2 separate regions of the Bombyx mori genome follow, and region 1 is linked to region 2. A link is a contact called in public Hi-C data. All regions are on one chromosome and are shown on one strand. The core of a region is the stretch at or near the end of the contact, and the rest is flanking DNA. Distances in the headings are between cores, read along the strand shown.

Evidence for each region. Hi-C and Micro-C count contacts between places; a contact is called where the count stands out from the background.
Region 1: a contact with region 2 is called in a Hi-C map of whole pupa, with 1.9 times the contacts expected there. The contact joins the promoter of LOC101738597 here to the enhancer-like site in region 2. A contact is called at or near these places in 3 of 7 Hi-C or Micro-C datasets (an unstated tissue and whole pupa).

The regions. Positions count from the first base shown.
Region 1 is chr26:7,127,672-7,133,163 of ASM3026992v2, forward strand. It overlaps LOC101738597 (mitoferrin), which reads right to left and starts at 2,660. Exons shown (of 8, transcript XM_004922024.5): 1 at 2,322-2,660. The coding sequence starts at 2,438. It overlaps LOC134201485 (a long non-coding RNA gene), which reads left to right and starts at 3,201. Exons shown (of 4, transcript XR_009976817.1): 1 at 3,201-3,411.
Region 2 is chr26:7,070,784-7,076,677 of ASM3026992v2, forward strand. LOC101738597 (mitoferrin) reads right to left here. Exons shown (of 8, transcript XM_004922024.5): 5 at 5,580-5,719; 6 at 4,571-4,729; 7 at 1,572-1,739; 8 at 1-1,008. The coding sequence ends at 859. Among protein-coding and RNA genes, the nearest start is that of CYP340A3, 25 kb to the left of the region's middle. Within about 2 kb of position 4,633, at least 3 of the 8 cell types and tissues checked have open chromatin away from gene starts, as enhancers often do.

The DNA of each region.
Region 1 (5,492 bases), core at 1,410-3,909, 55 kb after region 2:
ATTAACAACTTCAATTCAAGGCTTGAAATTCATATGTCCACTCTTTACGCAGAGATTAATAATTAACATACATTTTACGCTAATAAAAGTTTTCTAGTTTTTACATATTACTGGTCCTGAGTGGCTGAAACTATGAAATATTATGACAGTTTATGCTACGCCTATGTCGGAGGTAACTAAGAAGAAATATTTTTTTATTAATCCACCCCTATGGGGGTAGGAAATAAAAGGAACTGATGTAGTGTGGAAGTCACTATCTTTAAACTCAGTAAACATTCCACACCCTGCTTTACTTTAGAAATTACTATTTACATAGATACACATCCTGTATTCTTTTAATTTAATATTTAAGCGGGTGAATAATATGCATCAAATTTAATATTAAAGCTTCTATAAATTTTAGAAATTTGTCATTATTGTGTATATTCACTGTGATATACTTTCAGAACCATATCCTAATCCATTCCTTGAAAGCCAGGAAGGTGTGCTAGTAAAAAATTTATAATATTGTAATATTTATATTATGTGACTTCAGAATAATAGTAACTATGAAATGGAATAAAAAATTGCAGATTTACTAAAAACTTCTTAATCTGCAATAAAATGTCACCTTGCAACAAAATATGTGTCTATGTACTAATCATACTAACAATTATTAATATTCTCAATATATGGACCTGAAAATAAAATACTGTGAACTGATTCGCCTCAAGTTTCATCATCTCCTTTACGACCATTCATATTCTCGTTAGCATAGCGTACATTGCAATCACGAATAGGAAATGCTGATATGGCTATTTCTCCATCATAGCATGCATTACAGTTTAAAGTGACATTTGTTTAACCAATTTTTTTAATATTTTGTCTGAAAGTGAGCAATCGAATTCACATTGAAGTCCTCTGTGTCTGGAGTCTGGCTCCAGTAACAAAAAAAACACAAGTAACAACAACATCATATGGACTATGAGATCATCTGCCAATCTTTACTAGTAATTTAAAAAGTAAAAAAGCTCATCATATTAATTTTCCTCTCACATTCCAACTCTTATCAAGATTACCAGTAATAGACATATAGTAAGCATTGGCATGCCAATATTACTTACTTCTGTTCACCTGTCCTGTGTAAAAATGGTTGCAAATATATGGCAATTTCATCATCAAGTAAAATCCCCTGGACAAAAATACAAGGTGGTTATAAAAATTACAAATTTGTTCCATTTCCTAATTTTTTTTAACATATATTGTTCACTGATCCTAGGAGGTATGCGGGCTTTGTGGAATTTGATGGTCTGCAGATGTTGGAAGCAGACCGCAGGCCCATAGATATTCTTAGGGCTTTAACCACCAAACAACTCTCTTTGCAATCTGTTACCGGATGTTAGATCTCTGCCCAGGGTAATGGTAAAACATTACTGAAATTCACACCACACCTTACACCTTGATTCTCTTTACTTTTGTATTGTAATTTGTGTAAATTTATATTATTATTTTCAAATACAAAAAAGTGGCTATGCTGTTAATAATCTTTTTTTATTACATCGGTGAGTGGACTCACAAGCTACTCAATTTTGATTGGTTGCTTGAGCCAATAGACATCAGAACATGAATGACACCCATCTTGAACCATGAACTTGAAATATTTATTACATTGTATAACAACCATCCCACCTTTCAAACAACAATGCAAAATTATTTTGCGGCAACTAATTGCCATCCAGAAAGTGTTCTTATTTGACATACATAAAAAATATATTTTAATGATTGATTTTTTTTAAAGGTGTATCTTGATATTATAATCCAGATGCTAATAAAGTTTATTTATTAGTTTATTTATCTAAATGTATTAATTTAAATCTGTGTCAAAGGCGATAAATGTTTTTATTGTTTTTATTATTTTTATTATTATTTAACATATTTTTCTTAATATTAATAAAAAAAATACAAGAATATTTCAGTTAATTTAAGACTCCAAGCCAATTGAGACTATCAAGGATATTTCTATATTAAATTGACTATTTCTTATTTAATCAGTAAGGCCTATTTGGAACCGACAATTTCACTGAATAGTGCAACAACTGGATAGAACTTATATGTTAAATTATTAAAAAGGGAATATTTACGAAAAGAGTCTTAAATTATATACTGCTGGCAGGTCAAATCGTGATTACCACATGTCATCTGGATATAGTTTCGGTGTAGGAAAACTTTTACATAACCACAAATCATAAAACGGTGGCGTAATAGTACGAGGGGCTGTCAGACTAGGTTAGGTTGACGAATGAGGACTAGCCTGCTAGACCTGGGCACTTAATCTCTCTTACCTTAACGGAGTCCAGCGGGTACATTATGCAATGCTCCATAACACCCGCTATCGCCCCGGCAGTCATGTGCGTGACGAAGTTTTGGGTCGGAAGGGTTTCATAGTCCTCAAAGTTCATAATCCTCACTAAATACTGACACTTGGCACGAAATAAAAACAGGGACTCAAGTCTTTCTATGAAGTTTTTACTATTTTACCGCACTATCAGTACCATTTTCGCTATCTATTTTCGTAACAAGACATCCGAAATTTAGACCTATCAAATTTTTTTTCCACAAACAGAACTTCACATGCACTCGCGACTTTAGCGGCTCCACAGAATAAATTAAATAATTTTAATTTTCCTTCTCCCCCTACAAATCAATGTTGCCATACACATTCTGAAAAGTTAAGCAAAGGACTACTACCGTTTAAAAATTGACGAAAACCAATAATCGAACAAAACTCATTGGCATGATGGTCTTATTGATGATTGATTCTCATAATTTAATTTTTTTTATCAAGTCTGTGGGATCTTTTCCATCAAGACCTTCAATTGTGTGGCAGCACTTGGATTTTGTTCATAGATTAAACACATAATATATTTTGTTCGGTTTGTCTCTGAAGTATTTTGTATTGTAAATATATTTTTTTTAATTGTAAACTAAAAACTATTGTAATATTAAAATACTATTTAAATTCTTGAATAGTGCAAAATGAATATCTATAAGATAAATAACCAATCTGTAACTAAACAAATTTTGAATTTCTTCAACATATATAAATCGCCGGTTTTTAATCATATGATAATGGGTCGAAGGTAAAAAAATCTACGGACACAAACGAATTTGTTTCTAAATTCTCCATAGATAATGTATGGTAATATATTTTGAGAATGGCAATTGGCTTCTTGCATCGCTATTGTCAAATATTGTCAAATATTCAGTTATTTAAATGATATTGAATATTAACAAGTCTAAACAAATTTCAGTGATTTCTAATTATTCTAAGAATATTTTAGGAGTACAACTTTCGTGTTAAAATGATACTATTCATTACCATGCAATAGGAGATGACTGACAAAACCGGCGCATGCGCAATGTAGGCGTAAGGTGATGGTTTGCTTAATGGATATAAAATTATTAATAATTGGGAATTTAATTGTTTTTATAATCGAACAATCACCAATAGTCGAACAAACGATAATTGATCAAAATTTATTAATCTGAGCGATAAAAATAAAGATATCAAGTAAAGGAGGCCAATTTAAGGATGATCATTGTTTAATTAATTATAAATAAATTAAAGACGGACAAACCATTTTTACCTTCGAACATTAACGAACAAACGATTAACAAAAAATTAAAAAAAAAAATATCCGAAAATCAAAAAAAGGGGTTCAAATTCAGTGAGTTAATAAAAGCTTAGTAAAATGGTGGCTATTTACTGAAACTTCAGTGGACTGTTTCAAGGAGCCCGAGAAGCCATGTCCAGTGACTTTGTTTCGCACACTTCGGCACTTTAACAGACACGAAACAGACTTTTTGGCGGGAACGCGAGGAGTGAAGTTGTGTGATTTTTTATTTTGTCTATTTTGTGTTTCTTCAGGTTTAAATGTGTAATAACGGTGGTTTATTAATTGTTCAGTATCTGTGAAAGTGCACAAATGTGGGAAAATGAAACAAAGCTGCTGAACGTATCTTCTCGGGATCCTCCAAAAAGTCCACTGAAAAAATCTTAGTGACTTATGAAACGAAATTAAGATTTGTCTGAAAAGCTAGAAAAAATTATAGGAACAGTTTCATTTTGTTAATTTATTGTTTCTTCAGATTTAAACATAGGTATTCCGATTATTTGCTGTTGTTTTATTAACCATTCAGCATCTGTGAAAGGCAGGCAAGTCTAGGAAAGTGAAAATTAGTTATCGGACGTAGCTCCTCTATACCTTTTAAAGCATTACCAAAAAGACAACACAGTGAATTCGCAGCGACATAATATTAGAAACTTGAAATGGAGCGAAATGAAATATTGGTTTATCTGAAATGATTCTGAGACGAAATTTAATGAAATAAAATGGGAAGAGATGCCATAAAATAACTTTCAGCTTAAAAAGTATTTGTAAAAATATACGTAACTAACGGATGTCCAAGAATTGTTTCCACGACCAAGGGATAAAAATCAAACTTGCTAATAGTAGGGCTTTTTTGTAGCGCGTACGGGTAGGTACCATCACTCTGCCTATTTCAATCGCGACTAATAATGCGTTCTGGAATAAGCATCACTTATATCACACAATTTTATCTTTTGGATGTAGGTATTAATGTTGGCCCGGAGGCATTTACAGTTTCAGGACACGTGGGCCAGCACGGGCTTAGCTAAGAGGGGTGGGACTGGCTAAGAGCTTCCGAAGCGCTTCCAAAGGAGACCTATCAAGGGTAGCTTCCCGAATGCATTTACTACCGGATGCCAACCGCAACCCACTGAAAAGATCCAGCGAGAAACTCAGCAGACTGATGTATGGGTTGGGTTGCATGTCGAGAACTCTTAGGCAAGTTCGAAGAGTACGATTACCAGGATCCCTAAGTCCTAGTGCTAGAGCTGCAGGCGTCTAGTAATAGAGTTAGTGTATCGAATGAATCCATAAGAATGTGTGACTAGGGTAACGGGCTCCGGTGTGAACCAGAGGCGGAGAGTAGTCAGCAGCGGCAACGATGTAGCAATTATCATGACGCACGACCTTATCGAAGTACTGTTCCGACGCTGACTTTAGCTATTTCCTGATAGATTCAAGGCCTAGATCGCTGTGTACGTTCCTCACGATCTATGATGCTCAGACGGCTGTCCCGCAAAACGTGATTGGATGGGTTGAAGGGTGTCTGTGTGGAAGCGGCCGGCGTGAGCGAACACCACACTCGCGTATGTCATTAAGGGCCATATGCAAAATGTCACATTGTTGCGTAAGGGCATTTTACTCCGCTTTCAAATCATGTGGTAAAGTAAGCAGTGAGTCTACTTAATTAAACAGAATTTACCTAATTATTTATATATTTGTGTTAAGAGAAACTTTAGTAGTCTATAGGTCGGAGGAGGGCGTCTGTCCAGCTCCGGCCCTTATTAGGAGGCAGTCTCCTCCCAATAATGGTCACGGGGCGACCTAAGGGGGTTGAGGCTGCGCCGCACGTTACCGTCTCTC
Region 2 (5,894 bases), core at 3,383-5,882:
TTAATTCTAATTATAACAAATAATATTCTGTAGTACATAAAACTTTGCGTAATGCTAAATTTTTCGAAAATACAACTATAGGATTAGGGCGATGGTATATCGCAATTTTAGAATTGAAGTGGTTTAATCCAAAAAAACTTGCTTTTTGCTAAACGTTAAAAATGTAATTGAAGAATTATAATTTTTACAGTTTCGATTTTAATACTTTGAGTCTTGAGGGGGCATACGTTAAAGTTTAAAATATGCGATTAATTTTAAAGAGACGAAAAGTGAACATTTTTCTTTTGTGGGCTAAAATATTAAAAAAAATTGAATTTTATTTTTTTTACTTTATAAACTAATAGAATAAATGTTTATAAGTCGTTCAAAGTATAAAATTTATTTTCTTAAAAAGAAATTTAATTTAGCCACTTCAATTCTAAAGGTGTGATATTGTACTGTTGACATCCTGAGCGGGCGGTAGGTAGCAGCCCTAAGCACGTCATCACGGATCCTCCCGATCCATTAACGGTGCTTTTAGGCACCACAAACAACGGTCACCGTCCTCGTCGAACCCGTCGCTTGCGACGAAGGGCTCGACGAGGGAATTAATCCATAGACACAGCCCACTGAGTTTCTCGCCGGATCTTCTCAGTGGGTTTACGATACGAGTCAGCAAAGCACTGCTCTTGCTAGGACCAGTGTTAGCAACACACCCGATTTGAGCCCCGTGAGCTCACCTACACGTCAAGGAGGAGCTGAAATAGCTAAGGCTATCAGCATAGGTACGAAAAAAAAGAAGGTAGTTAGCAGTTAAACCACTTTTTCGATGCTGTACCGTGACGACGAATTGTATTTACGTGTTTGTTGTAAGGAGTCTTACGTCCTCGTGAGGGTGTTGGTGGCTGGCACCTCCGTGGAGGCGGCCGCCAGTCGCAGCGCGGCCGCGAGGGGCGGGGAAGGGGAGGAGGACAGGGAGGGGGGAGGCGGGCCCCCGGCTCCGCTGTTCGTGCTCTCGTCTTCTTTCGTCTGCAATATAGCATTTAAATTGGACTTGTTAGATTATAATTAACATGACATTATTGTTTTATTCCAAATTACTTATGCGGCACGTGGATGGGAATAGAAGTATAGATCAGACCAACTTTTATTGGTGCCAATCGAAACAGTCGTACTTTCCAGTTTGAGGGTTGGGGCAGCCGTTATCACTACATAGTATAAAACAAAGTCGCTTTCTCTGTCCCTATATCTGTCTGCCCCTATGTATGCTTAAATCTTTAAAACTACGCAACGGATTTTGATGAGATTTTTTTTAATAAATAGAGTGATTAAAGAGGAACGTTTATATATATAATAACATCCATTAAATAGTGGAGAAATCAATAATAAATTACATTTTCCGAAGCAAAGCGAGGGCGGGTCGCTAGTAGAATATAATCCGACTTTTCAACATACGTTTGTAACGTGGGCAGAGATTCTTGCGTCTTTATGTCGACTCCGGTAACCACTTAACGCCAGCAAACCGCTAGCAAAAAGGTTACAAATAGATCGAAACACTAAGAGGTGCTGCTATACAGCTCGAGCGTACTTACATTGCCGAGCATGTGTTTGAAGGTTTCGTACGTGAGCCAGCAGATGGCGGCGGCCGGCATTTGGTACAGGACGCGAGCCTGGACGCCCTTGAAGAAGCCCAGGGGCCCGGTGGCTCGCATCACTTGAGAAGCCGCTTCTAGCAAGCCGTCCGCTCTCGCTGCCGATTCCTGTGCGAAGAAAACGAATCTATACTAATACTAGCTGACCCGGCAAACGTCGTGTTGCCTTAAATAAGATTTCTAGGGAAATTCTACTGTAGAAAAAAAAACCTCATTTAACCACATAATAATACCTCATTATAAACAAAAAAAATATATCCAAAAAATAAAAATAAAAAATAAATGTTTGGGGTGGACAACCCTTTTCACTTAGGGGTATGAAAAATAGATAGTAGCCGATTCTCAGACTTACTGAACATACTATTGATACACAAATAAAACAAAAAAAACATAGCTGAAAAATGTATAGTATTGTATAGCTCTCAAATATATTAAGTGTATAATCTATGATGTATAGTGAGTAAGTAAGACAGGAGACCGGCTTCGTCCTCATCCCTACTACGCGATGTTTGCTGGATGAGTGGTGACACCTGGCGGGGATAGCTGATCGATTGATAGTTGATCAGTAGTCGATCGGCGAGGGCGGGAGATCAAATTCAATTTAAAAAAAATCATAATTAAAGGAACTTGAAATTATAAACTCTAAATAAGAATTTATCGTACTACAATTATAATATTTGATTGCCATCTTGCAATCTTATTGCGGATGTGTGCATAGAATTAAAAAAAAAAATCGGGATGGAAAAATAGGGGTTGATCGTATAAGAGTGAAAATTGAGAGTAATATGATTTTTTTTATTTTAAGTCATGACAAAACAAAATAAAAAACTTGCCAAAAAAATTAAAGTTTATAATTATCAAATAAAAAATAGGGGTTGATTGTAGAGGGGTGAAAATTTCAGAGTAATATGAATTCTTTTATTCTACGTCATGACAACATAAAAACAAAATTCTCGCAAAAAATTTTAAAGTTTTTAATTAGCAAATAAAAAATAAGGGTTGATCGTAGAGGGGTGAAAATTTAGGGCTGTATGTATTTTTGTATGTTGTATCATAAAAAAATAGAAATTAAAAATTTTGTCTAAAAAATAAAAAAATAAATGTAGGGGTGGACTACCCCTAACATTTAGGGGGATGAAAAATAAATGTTGGCCAATTCTCATAGATACCGGATAAGCACAAAAAATTTCATCAAAATCGGTCAAGCCGTTTCGGAGGAGTATGGCAACGAAAACTGTGACACGAGAATTTTATATATTAGATATATAAATCTGTAGTGGTTTTTACGGATTTTCCGTTATAACTACTGAACCACGAATCCGATTGACTTGAAACTTGGTATCCATGTAGAAAATACATGTACTTAATGGATAGTCTAATATTTATTATGAGTGTTGGACTCCCTACACCAGTTGCGGGGGCGTTAATGATGAGAATCTTTGTGGGGGTGAGAAATAATAATGTTAATTTTAAATGCCCAGCGAAGCGAACGGGTACAGCTAGTATCTTATACGATCATCATTCTCCTGCCCTTCTCCCAGTCAGCTGGGGTCGGCGCAACATGTTTTCTCCTTCCCTACTCTTCTATCATAATATACCATTTCTTCGCTCACTCCCCTCTTACCCATATCGTCTTTCACGCAATCCATACATTTCTTCTTAGATCTACCTCTTCCTCTATAGCCTTCCACATTCATACTTAACACTCTCTTACGAACCTCATTTTCATCTCGTCTCATCACATGTCCATATCATCCCAAACGCGCACTTCTCAACTTCTCTGTCACGGGTGCCACTTTCATATTTCCTCTAACTTATTTAAGAGCAACATAATAACTTATACGATATTTATTAGTATTATTACTTATTAGTATTACTGGTGGTAGGACCTCTTGTGAGTCCGCACGGGTAGGTACCACCACCCTGCCTATTTCTGCCGTGAAGCAGTAATGCGTTTCGATTTGAAGGGTGGGGCAGCCGTTGTTACTATACTGAGACTTTAGAACTCATATCTCAAGGTGGGTGGCGCGGCATTTACGTTGTAGATGTCTATGGGCTCCAGTAACCACTTAACACCAGGTGGGTTGTAAGCTCGTCCACCCATCTAAGCAATAAAAAAAAATTGCTAGCACACTTAAAATTTAGCAACGAAGAAGTTTAACCTATCAAACACTGATTCTATCTTTATCAAATATTGTTACTATTATTGAATATTTTCATTTATCATACAAATTGCACAGTTGCGACACTTTTAACCCTTTGACCGCCATATAGGTCACCGATGCCCTACGTGATGCGCACTGAAGTAATTATGTCGATAATTCTGGAACTTCCCCGATAGTACTAGTTGTTTTGATATCCGTTTCCGCTATTCGATAACAGATGGCGTTACATCCAACATGTAGATACATCCGATAATAGCGAAGCTCTCATAAGTTAGTAGCATTTTTTGCGTATACATAGATTGTATCTTCCACTTGATATTAAGCTATGGTTAATATATTACGCTTAGTAAATATAGACATGATATTTGTATTTATATTCGAAATTTTGAAACTATTTAACGAATCTTAATTTAAGTAAATTTAACATTATTAATTAGTGAGACAACTACCATGAGTCTCGATCGACAGTCTTGCACATTTCGACTTCGAAGGCGTACAACACCCTGTACAAAATGTAGGTAAAGAAAGAATCTTTTTTTTATGATTGAAAGATTACTGGTAGCCCGGAGGCCTTTCCAGTTTCACCAGGACCAGTTGGGCGAGCAAGGGCTCAGGCAAGAGGGGTGTGATTTGCTAACAACCGCCTGATCGCCTCCGAAGGAGACCTAACAAGTCAAGAGCAATTGCTTCGCGAATGAATCTACTACCGGATCGGAATCGTGAAAGAATCTACGACAGATTATGTTACAGCAAGCAAAATCAACCTCAACTCACCTGTGTATTGAGCACAGTTTTGCATACATCAAGCGGAGTGGTCGCGGCCGCAGCGAGCGCGCCGGCGGCCGCGCCGCTGAGCGCGTGCGCGCGCGGGTCGTACTTGCGAGCCGGGTTCAGTACGCTCTGACACCATTCGTACGTGACAAAATGTAACGCCTAAAAAACAATGCAAACAACTTATATACACCATTAATCTTACTTTACTGGTGGTAGGACCTCATGTGAGTCCGCACGGGTAGGTACCACCGCCCCGCCTATTTCTGCCGTGAAGCAGCAAAGCGTTTCGGTTTGAAGGGTGGGGCAGCCGTTGTAACTATACTGAGACCTTAGAACTTATATCTCGTACGTTGTAAATGTCTATGGGCTCCAGTTACCACTTAACACCAGGTGGGCTGTGAGCTCGTCCACCCATCTAAGCAATAAAAAAAAGAAATACTGTTTGGTTTAGCTATTTAACTTACTTAATCAGTCAGGTGTTCACGAATGACAAATCATGATGTTGCCGCTGGTATTCATTTGTTTTTTTTTTCCCTACCTATTTTAGTAGCCTCGGGGGTTCATTCCAGATTCGCCGAATTAGAAGGTGAGCTCACAGGACTCAAACCTGATGACGTTGCGAACATTAAACCCTAGCAAGAGCAGTGCTTCGCAGAATCTACCACCTAATCGGACGCGCGGCCCACTGAGAAGATCCGGCGAGAAACTCAGTGGGCTGTGTCTGTGGGTTAAAAATAACAACTATGACCCGAAAGTGAGGCCTCCGACTCCGACAATAAACGCCGCTATTTATCCCGACGATCTGAAACGACGTATTATGGTACGGTAGTTAGCGCTCTTGACTATTGCACCGAGGGTCGTGGGTTCGATTTCGACATCGGGTAAACATTGGTTTGATGAATATGTTTGTTTACTCTTTTTTGAGGTAGCCTCTCAAGGCTATCAGCAAAGGTAGGAAAAAAAACTGCTCCATCGAGCCACTCAAATTGAAATTAAATTAATCTATTACCTGGAATGGTACGTTCATGGCTATCTGGGTTCCGTATGAGCGATAGAAGGCGCGCAATCCCTCCGCTCTGTAGACGTGCCGCGCGCACTCCCAAACACCCCTATACGGAGAGTTCAACATTTGCAACCTCTGCTTTACAACTGCAAAAAGAAAAACATAATGATGACATAATGAATGATACGAAACCACATTCTAGTTATTTGCTTTTAAACCAATACAAAACGTTTATCTTTTATTGTATATTTATTGTTGGAGATCTATCTTCTAACTTCTTTTTTTATTGCCCTTGTAGGCAGACGAGTATACGGCCCACCT